Linked DNA regions of Xenopus laevis: region 1 is linked to region 2. Evidence: chromatin contacts called from public Hi-C data. All regions are on one chromosome and are shown on one strand. The core of a region is the stretch at or near the end of the contact, and the rest is flanking DNA. Distances in the headings are between cores, read along the strand shown. Region 1 holds the start of srd5a3.L (polyprenol reductase-like). Region 2 has its middle 54 kb from the start of LOC108698463.

What was found. Hi-C and Micro-C count contacts between places; a contact is called where the count stands out from the background.
Region 1: a Hi-C map of the XTC cell line shows a contact between it and region 2, with 5 times the contacts expected there. The contact joins the promoter of srd5a3.L here to the enhancer-like site in region 2. A contact is called at or near these places in 2 of 4 Hi-C or Micro-C datasets (the XTC cell line and animal cap).

What each region holds. Positions count from the first base shown.
Region 1 is chr1L:42,129,640-42,133,510 of Xenopus_laevis_v10.1, forward strand. srd5a3.L (polyprenol reductase-like) reads left to right here and starts at 1,996. Exons shown (of 5, transcript XM_018229982.1): 1 at 1,996-2,297; 2 at 2,465-2,616. The coding sequence starts at 2,011.
Region 2 is chr1L:42,018,024-42,021,991 of Xenopus_laevis_v10.1, forward strand. No RefSeq gene overlaps it. Among protein-coding and RNA genes, the nearest start is that of LOC108698463, 54 kb to the right of the region's middle. Within about 2 kb of position 1,563, at least 1 of the 7 cell types and tissues checked has an H3K27ac peak or open chromatin away from gene starts, as enhancers often do. A contact at or near this core is called in animal cap, where this site is marked.

The DNA of each region.
Region 1 (3,871 bases), core at 746-3,245, 110 kb after region 2:
TGCACACCTAGGGGCATATTTATTACGTGGTGTAAAAAACAGCATAATAAGTCTCTAGGCATTGCTGTGTAAAAAATGGCATTAAAATTGTGCAATTATTAAAGGGGACCGGTCACCAGAAAAAAAATTTGCAAATCTTATTTAATCATGTTTGTCAAGGAAAATAAACTTTAATTACACTGTATAAATTATTTGAATCTTGTTTCCTTCGGTCTGGGAACTCATAATTATAACAAGCAGGCAGGAGCCATTTTGTGGACACTGTTATTAAGGCAAGTCTTGCATCATCTCAAAATCTTGTTTGTGCACCAGAATGGAGGCCCTGATGTCCATCCCCATGCCCTGGTTACACAATTACATGGTAAAGAGAACAGGGGTAATGTGAGGAGAGTGAGACAAATTGCTGGTTCCAGCGTATAAGTTCAAAAAGTGTATCGCTGTGAATTCCTAGGAGCCTGTGTCACACTCCCAAAAGGTATAAGATACTGTAATAAAGTTGGAATAAACAGCTTCAAAGCAGTATTTTCAAACTGCATGTGTTTCTTTTATTAGCAGTGCAAAACACTACATGTTTCGGGTACAACCCTTTTGAAAAATACTGCTTTGAAGCTGTTTATTCCAACTTTATTACAGTATGTAATGTGGGGAGAGCAGTGACATCAATTAGGTGCTGAATGGAAAGTGAAAGTAATTGTCTGCCCTGTTATTATTATTATTATATTTAGGCATAGAGGAGGGGCAGGCAATATTTGATTGAAAGTGGAGATTTTTAAATGAGTTTACAACAGCTATGAATACTTTAATAAAAAAAAAAGAATTTGGATTGCATGTTTAATTTGAAAAGGACTTTTATTATACAGCTTTTTATGTCTGTGTGACAGGTCTGCTTTAAAGTAGGGATGCACCAAATCTGCGATTCGGGATTCGGCCTTTTTTCTAAATCATATGCAAATTAGGGGTGGGGAGGGAAATCGCGTGACTTTTTGTCCCAAAACAAGGAAGGATATAAATTTTCCCCTTCGGATTCGGTTCAGCCGAATTCAAAATAGTGGATTCGTTGCATCCCTACTTTAAAGAGCTTTTTCTTTCAGCAACTTCAGCCGGTCAGGGCCGGATTTACGTAGTGGACACCCCTAGGCTACGTTCGTCGCCCCTGTCCCCTCCCCTTTATTTGTGCAAATTTTCATCATCTGGACCGGAGCAATGGGGATTGGCGCATGGGAATTTAAAAAATGATTGTATCTCCAGCGCATCCCCAGTGCTTTTGAACCAATGTGGGTGTGGTTGGGCAGCATGCTGCCCCCCCAAAAATCCTGCCACCCTAGGCCCAGGCCTAGGTGGCCTTAGGGTTGCCACCTTTTCTGGAAAAAAATACCGGCCTTCCTATAAATTATTCTTTTTTTCCTATTAATAACGTTGGGATCAACCATCATTTTTACCGGCCAGACCAGTAAAATACCGGCCAGGTGGCAACCCTAGGTGGCCTTTCCACAAATCTGGGCCTGCAGCCGGAACTTACTTGTAAAGGTCTGAAACAGTGTACAATAAGTGGCAAACCTAGCGTTCGCATTGCGTAACAAAACTTACAACTTGATCAAATTTATTTTACAGAGGTTTTTACAGTTTTTTCAGCAAATGTAGTTTTGCACGGCAGAATAGTATAGTATATAAAGGGAAAAGCATTGTTCCAGTTTATTTGCCAGACAACAGCAATTTCCATCCAGAAGCAGAAAAGTCTCATCATATGTACAGAAAGCTCCAGGCACAGAATTCACAGAATATATGAAGCTTATCATACTGAATATTGCTTCCCAAGTTACTAAGCACAGGAAGCATTTGCTTTGCATAATGATGATGATGATGATGATAATAATAATAATAATCAGCAGCTCTGTGTCATCGTTACAAATGGCTAATTTCCAGTGTCCAATTCATCTTGTTTACCAGGAGGGGGCAGCAGAGTACAGCCAGCTAATACTTTATTTAGGACAGGACTATCCCCCGCCCTCTATGTGGGCGTGGTCTCTGGGCAGACGGCTGCTCACTGGCAGAGAGGATGACACATGGTATAACATGCTGCTGGTGCAGCTGCTTCCGCCAGGAGTGAGCCTGCTGGCACTAGTGTGGCTGGTGCTGGATGTCGCTTTCCTTAGCGCTCTGCTCTTATACCTGCTACGAGGCTGTGACTGCGGGCGCTCCCTTTTGTGCAGCGTTTTCCATGATCTCATTCGCTATGGGAAGACTAAAGTCGGCCGGCAGCGCCCCGCATGGCTCCAGTGGTTTGATATCCCTAAGAGGTAAGTGGGATCCTGTCTGGTGAAGATGATCCGTTTCCTCATTAACCAAAGACTGACTCTGCTCTCAGTTGCTCTCCCTGTCCCAGCAGCAGCAGCAGTAGCTGAATGTACCCAATGCGCATGTGCGGAGAAGGTGCATACACTGGCTATGTTTTATTTCTCATCAGGTGCTTCTGGCATTTTTATTGCGTCTCTCTGATCTGGAATGGGTTTCTTCTGTGGATCCTCCATCGCTTACTCTTTCAGAGTGTTCCGGTTCCAGAATGGATACAGGTAGTTCTTCGCTTCCTCCGTGCTGGATCAGAACCACAGATCCTGGGTGAGTGATTCGTGTGGGACTGCTCTGACAACTCTGGTTCTTTCTTTATGGATATATACAGGCCCGGACTGGCTGTGGGTTATGGCAAATGCCAGACGGGCTGCTGCTGTAAATTGCCATAGGCAGTCACTATTAATTGGGTTGGTGGAGGGATGTTTGGGCCTCTTTGCACATAAAAAGCCAGGGCCTATTTTGATTCTCAGTCCAGACCTGGCTATATATACAACTTGAAGGGGCCTTTAGTCATGTTTTATTACCCACAATTAAGCATTCTGCCTGAGCTAGTGATGTGCGGGCCGGCCCGATACCTGCGGGTTCAGGCCGACCTCGCACTACTCTTCGCAGGTACGGGTTGAGCTCTTCTCCTGCTCTCCCCGCCCGCCGCCTTCAAATGCCAGCAAATGATTTCCGGGCTTTACAGCCACGCGCAGGCCCAGATTTGTGGAAAGGCCACCAAGACCCGGGCCTAGGGTGGCAGGATTTTTGGGGGCTGGCATGCTGCCCAACCACACCCACATCGGTTCAAGAACACTGGGGATGTGCTGGAGATTCAATCATTTCTTAAATTCCCAGTACTCCAATCCCCATTACTCCAGTCCCTATGATGATGAAAATTTGCACGAATAAAGGTGAGGGGGCAGGGAATATGGACGGCAGTGGGCCTAGGGGCGCCTTCTATGTAAATCCGGCCCTGGCCGCCCGCCTGCTCGCCCGCCCCTTTTATGATGTGATCGGCAGGGTGGGTTGGCGCGGGTCTGTAAAAGGAACCCGGAAGTCAGATGCGGGCTGAGGTAGGGCGGGATAGGGTCTGGTGCGGGTCGGGATAAACCCGGACCCACACATTACTAGCCCCAGCATAATTGTGCCGAGTGTAATTGTGCCCACCTCAGTCTGTTTTGCAGTAGATTTGTTCCAGCAGCTGCTTATGGGTGCAGTTCGTCTGAGAAAACAGGCTCATCAGCCAGCATGGGGGCATGCACTTCTATGCTATTTAATTATTTTTAAAATTAATACTGGCACTACCCAGTGAAATTAGCTGAATAAATAGGGCTTGTGCTGAAAAATGTTTTTGGCTTATGATTAATTAAGAAATGTCTATGTTTTCTAGAATACAAAGCCATTTTTTACTTTAGTACTTCCAGTGATCTTTAAAGGAGCAGATAAAGCTAATTACCAATCTACTTAGAAGCCCATGATCATGATCTTCTCAAAGACTGCTGCTTAGGTAAAGGGAGAGCTTTGTTTGTTTAAGGCT
Region 2 (3,968 bases), core at 313-2,812:
GCTAAAACAGGGATCAAAGGCCCTACGCGTTTCGGGATACAATCCCTTAATCATAGGCATTGCCTATGATTAAGGGATTGTATCCCGAAACGCGTAGGGCCTTTGATCCCTGTTTTAGCTTGCAATAAAGACTTTTTTCCTCTTCAAGTGGAGTGCCGTCCATTCCTTTGGCACAGTTTGAGTTAAGCGGTGGGGACGCTGCGGACTGAGCACCCCTGAAGAGGAGCTGGAGCTGCTATAGGAGGGGAGGCTGAGCGGTCTCCTAGGAGAGACAGAGGTGCATATATACATATACATATCTTAATATAGATGAATTGAGCATGTGGTTTCCTAGATTGTAAGCTTGTTTGCTTGTGTTGGCAGCTTATCTGCCTGTGTATGTGGCACTCTGACATATCTACCAGACTGGTATCTGGCCAAAACTCAGCATTGGAACTCCCTATCTTGGATCCTGCTAGAAGTGTCAGTGACACTGCACATGCTCAGTGCAGTAGTTGAGAAGCGAAGCTTAGGAGTTTTGCAAATGATCAAGCAGAAATTGAGTTCACCTTAGAAGCCGATGCTCAGGGGTGATTATTAAACTCTGATTCTAATTGTGCTGTTTCTGAGCTACCATGTACCACCTGACATTTATATTATATATATAAATATTTATATATTCAGTATATTGTGAGAAGGTCCCTAGACTCAGTTAGTGACAGTAGCACAGAGCATGTGCAGTGAATCAGCAGAAAAGAAGATGGGGAGCTACTGGGGTATCTTTGGAGACGCAGATCTTTACTGCTAAAGGGCTATGGTTGCCTTGGGCAGGCACAGAACCATCATCTGCAGCTTTTCCACCCTACTTATTTGTTTACATTTGGTTTAGTTGAAATTGTGCCATCAGCTAAACAGACACAGGTATGGGATCTGTTATCAGGAAACCCGTTATCCAGAAAGTTCCAAATTACTGAAAAGGCTGTCTCCCATAGACTTCATTATAATCAAATAATCCCAATTTCTTAAAATGATTTCCTTTTTCTCTGTAATAATATAACAGGACCTTGTACTTGATCCAAGATATAATTAATCCTTATTGGAAGCAAAACCAGCCTATTAGGTTTAGGTAAAAAGATCCAAATTACAGAAAGACCCGTTATCCAGAAAACCCCATTCTGGATAATAGGTTCCATACCTGTACCAGATTTTTTTTTATTTAAAACAAAACCAAAGGTCCACATTTAACAAAGTGCCACCTGCACTGTAGAGTTAGAATTGACTAAGCACGCAGTTTGCTTTGAAATAAATAAACCAATAATTTAGGCAATGGTCATTAACTTCGCTGCTCCCAACTGTCCTTTATCTTGTGAATCTATTATTAGTTGCCTACAGAGTTATATTAGCCTCACCAGATGGAAAAACTCCTGGAGTGAAGCAAAGAGGTGTGGGCCAAATATATAAAGACAAAACTATTCATGGGCAAACATTAAAGGGCAGCAGGAAATGGGAAATCAGGAAGGTTAATGTGATCCCCTCCCTGCTGGGGGGTCTCCAGTTGTTTTTCTGGTTTGGCACACCTTGAATATCTCTCAATGAGAGATGGGGAGCATCAAAGGAATGCAAGGTGGGCAAAGGTATTTATAGTCCAGGCTGTAGCAATGATTAAGCCTTTTGTTATTCATTCAGATTTTTGCATTTGTTTTATTTAATATGAAAGAATCCTGATGTCTAAATGGATATAGAGCTTTCTCCCGTACTATAATCTTGTCGTTTTGAGGCTGGGGGGCATTTTCTATGTGTCTAATGGGGACACATTTCTGAATTTTACAATCAGTTTGTACATGTCAAATACCCTTTTTCCATTTAAATGAACAAAGCGAAGGGGCAGCCATACTGTAAAAGGCATGTGTTTTTTTCATTTTTGTTGTCGATACATCGAACAATTCCAAATACTTACGGAACTTTTTTAATATATTCTCTGAAAAAAGCTAAATCTGTCTCCTATTCTAGTCTATTTGTATTATATAATTTAACAATAACACGAGAGAAGTAGAATTAAAAGCAAATAGCTAGCTAAAGAAATTTTAAACCACAATATTCTAGCTCCATAATGGTCACGAGCAATGATTGGTGAAAGTGGTTGACCAAACTAGTAAAGTAGGAGGATTACACAGAGTTTATTTTTATAGATTTAATGTCATCTGAAGTGCAAAGCAGTAGAGCAGAACTGAGTCAATTATAAATAGCATTAGGTGCACCCGAACGTTGTTTTTCTTCTAACTGCCAGAAAAATGCATCATCTTTAGGAAAGCTGAGTATAATTATAAACCATAATAAGACGGTACAGGGAGGCAAGGCAAGATTATTTAACATCTCAGCAGCTGACAAGCGACTCCTGAGGAGCTATAGTAAATATTGGGTAACAATGGGCTGACAGCTTGTCATTTTATTCAGAAGCAGGAAGGGTAAAGTGAAAAAGACTATTACTGTACTTACACAGTCTGGGCCTGGCTCACACTTATTTTTAACCTCATGGAAATGGTAAGAATAGAATGTTTCCGTTCAAGTGTTGAAATAGATATCAATATTATTGAAATGTTTTTGGGTATTACCGGTAATATAGATATTCACACACAGGTAAACACCATATATATATATATATATATATATATATATATATATATATATATATAGGTGACAATCAAGTTTCATTTTATTATTCATAAAAATGTATGCAAATGTAACATGTTGTAATCTTGTAATGTGTAAATAGTAACAATATAGACATGCCATACTCAGGTTTGTATTTTTCCCATTAGTACTAATGACAAATCCTGTTGTAATCCTTTGTAGGAAATTAGGGACAAAAAAATCTAAACAATATCATATCAACAGTTGTGGCATCACTGATGTATAGAAGGATTTCTAGACTTCTCTACCCCTCTATTTCTGATTTTTTAAAATAAAAAAGTCTGACCAAACTAAAATCCACGATGTGACCTTATTTATTATTAAAAAAAAGCTTGATATAATTGGACCGGGAGAAAACTCGATAAAGCTGGGCAAAAACCCAAATTGAATGATTTTTCAGAGGTTTTTCCCAAATTGTACAATTATCCTATTTGGAAGTTTCAGTGGTCTGCACTGGAATAACCCCAAAAATCCCCACTATTTCAGGGTAATTCCACTGCAGACCACAGAAACTTCCAAATAGTATAGGGACCTATCCCACTGACTTATAAACAACCTCGGCAGGTCTGAGATGGCGGATTTTCAGATTCTGACTTTTCACAGCCTCGGGGTATAATAAATCTCGAAAACATTTAGATTTTTCCCCACAAAAATTCGGATTTTATAGTAAAAAACTAGAATTTTTCGAGTTTTTAGCATTCTGACTTAACCCCCTAAATGTGTAGCCTTACAGAGCATTTGTTTTTAGATGGGGTCAGTGACCCCCATTGGAAAGCTGGAAAGAGTCAGAAGAAAAAGTCAAATAATTCAAAAACTATAATAAAAAAAACTAAACGTTAGCTTAAAGTTGAACCACCCCCTTTAATTATGTCTTGTGTGTATCACGCAGAAGAACTAAACATCATTTAATAATTAAAGAATAGCTACACTCCGATTAATTGCCTGTCCATGTTTTGTTTTTTTTTGGGACTGCTGAAATTGTTTCTGCACTTATTCACCTTATTCGCATTAGCACTTTCCATACAAGTTTGCTTTAGACTGTAAGAGGACGGAAAATAGGATCAGTGTTTGGTCATGCACATACAACAGAGATATTGTGTCCTTTGATTTCTGTTGAGGTCAGCTGGTTGTGTACTCAGTTGTGCTGAGTGACCTACACAAATGAAAGCATTTTCCAAATGCAAACTGCTTTTATAATGCCGTAAGTATTAAGTATTAAATGCTGGGAGTATTTTTCTCTTAAATAAATACATATATGTGTATGTATCATGGACAAAAGGAGGAAGGGGGACATCTAG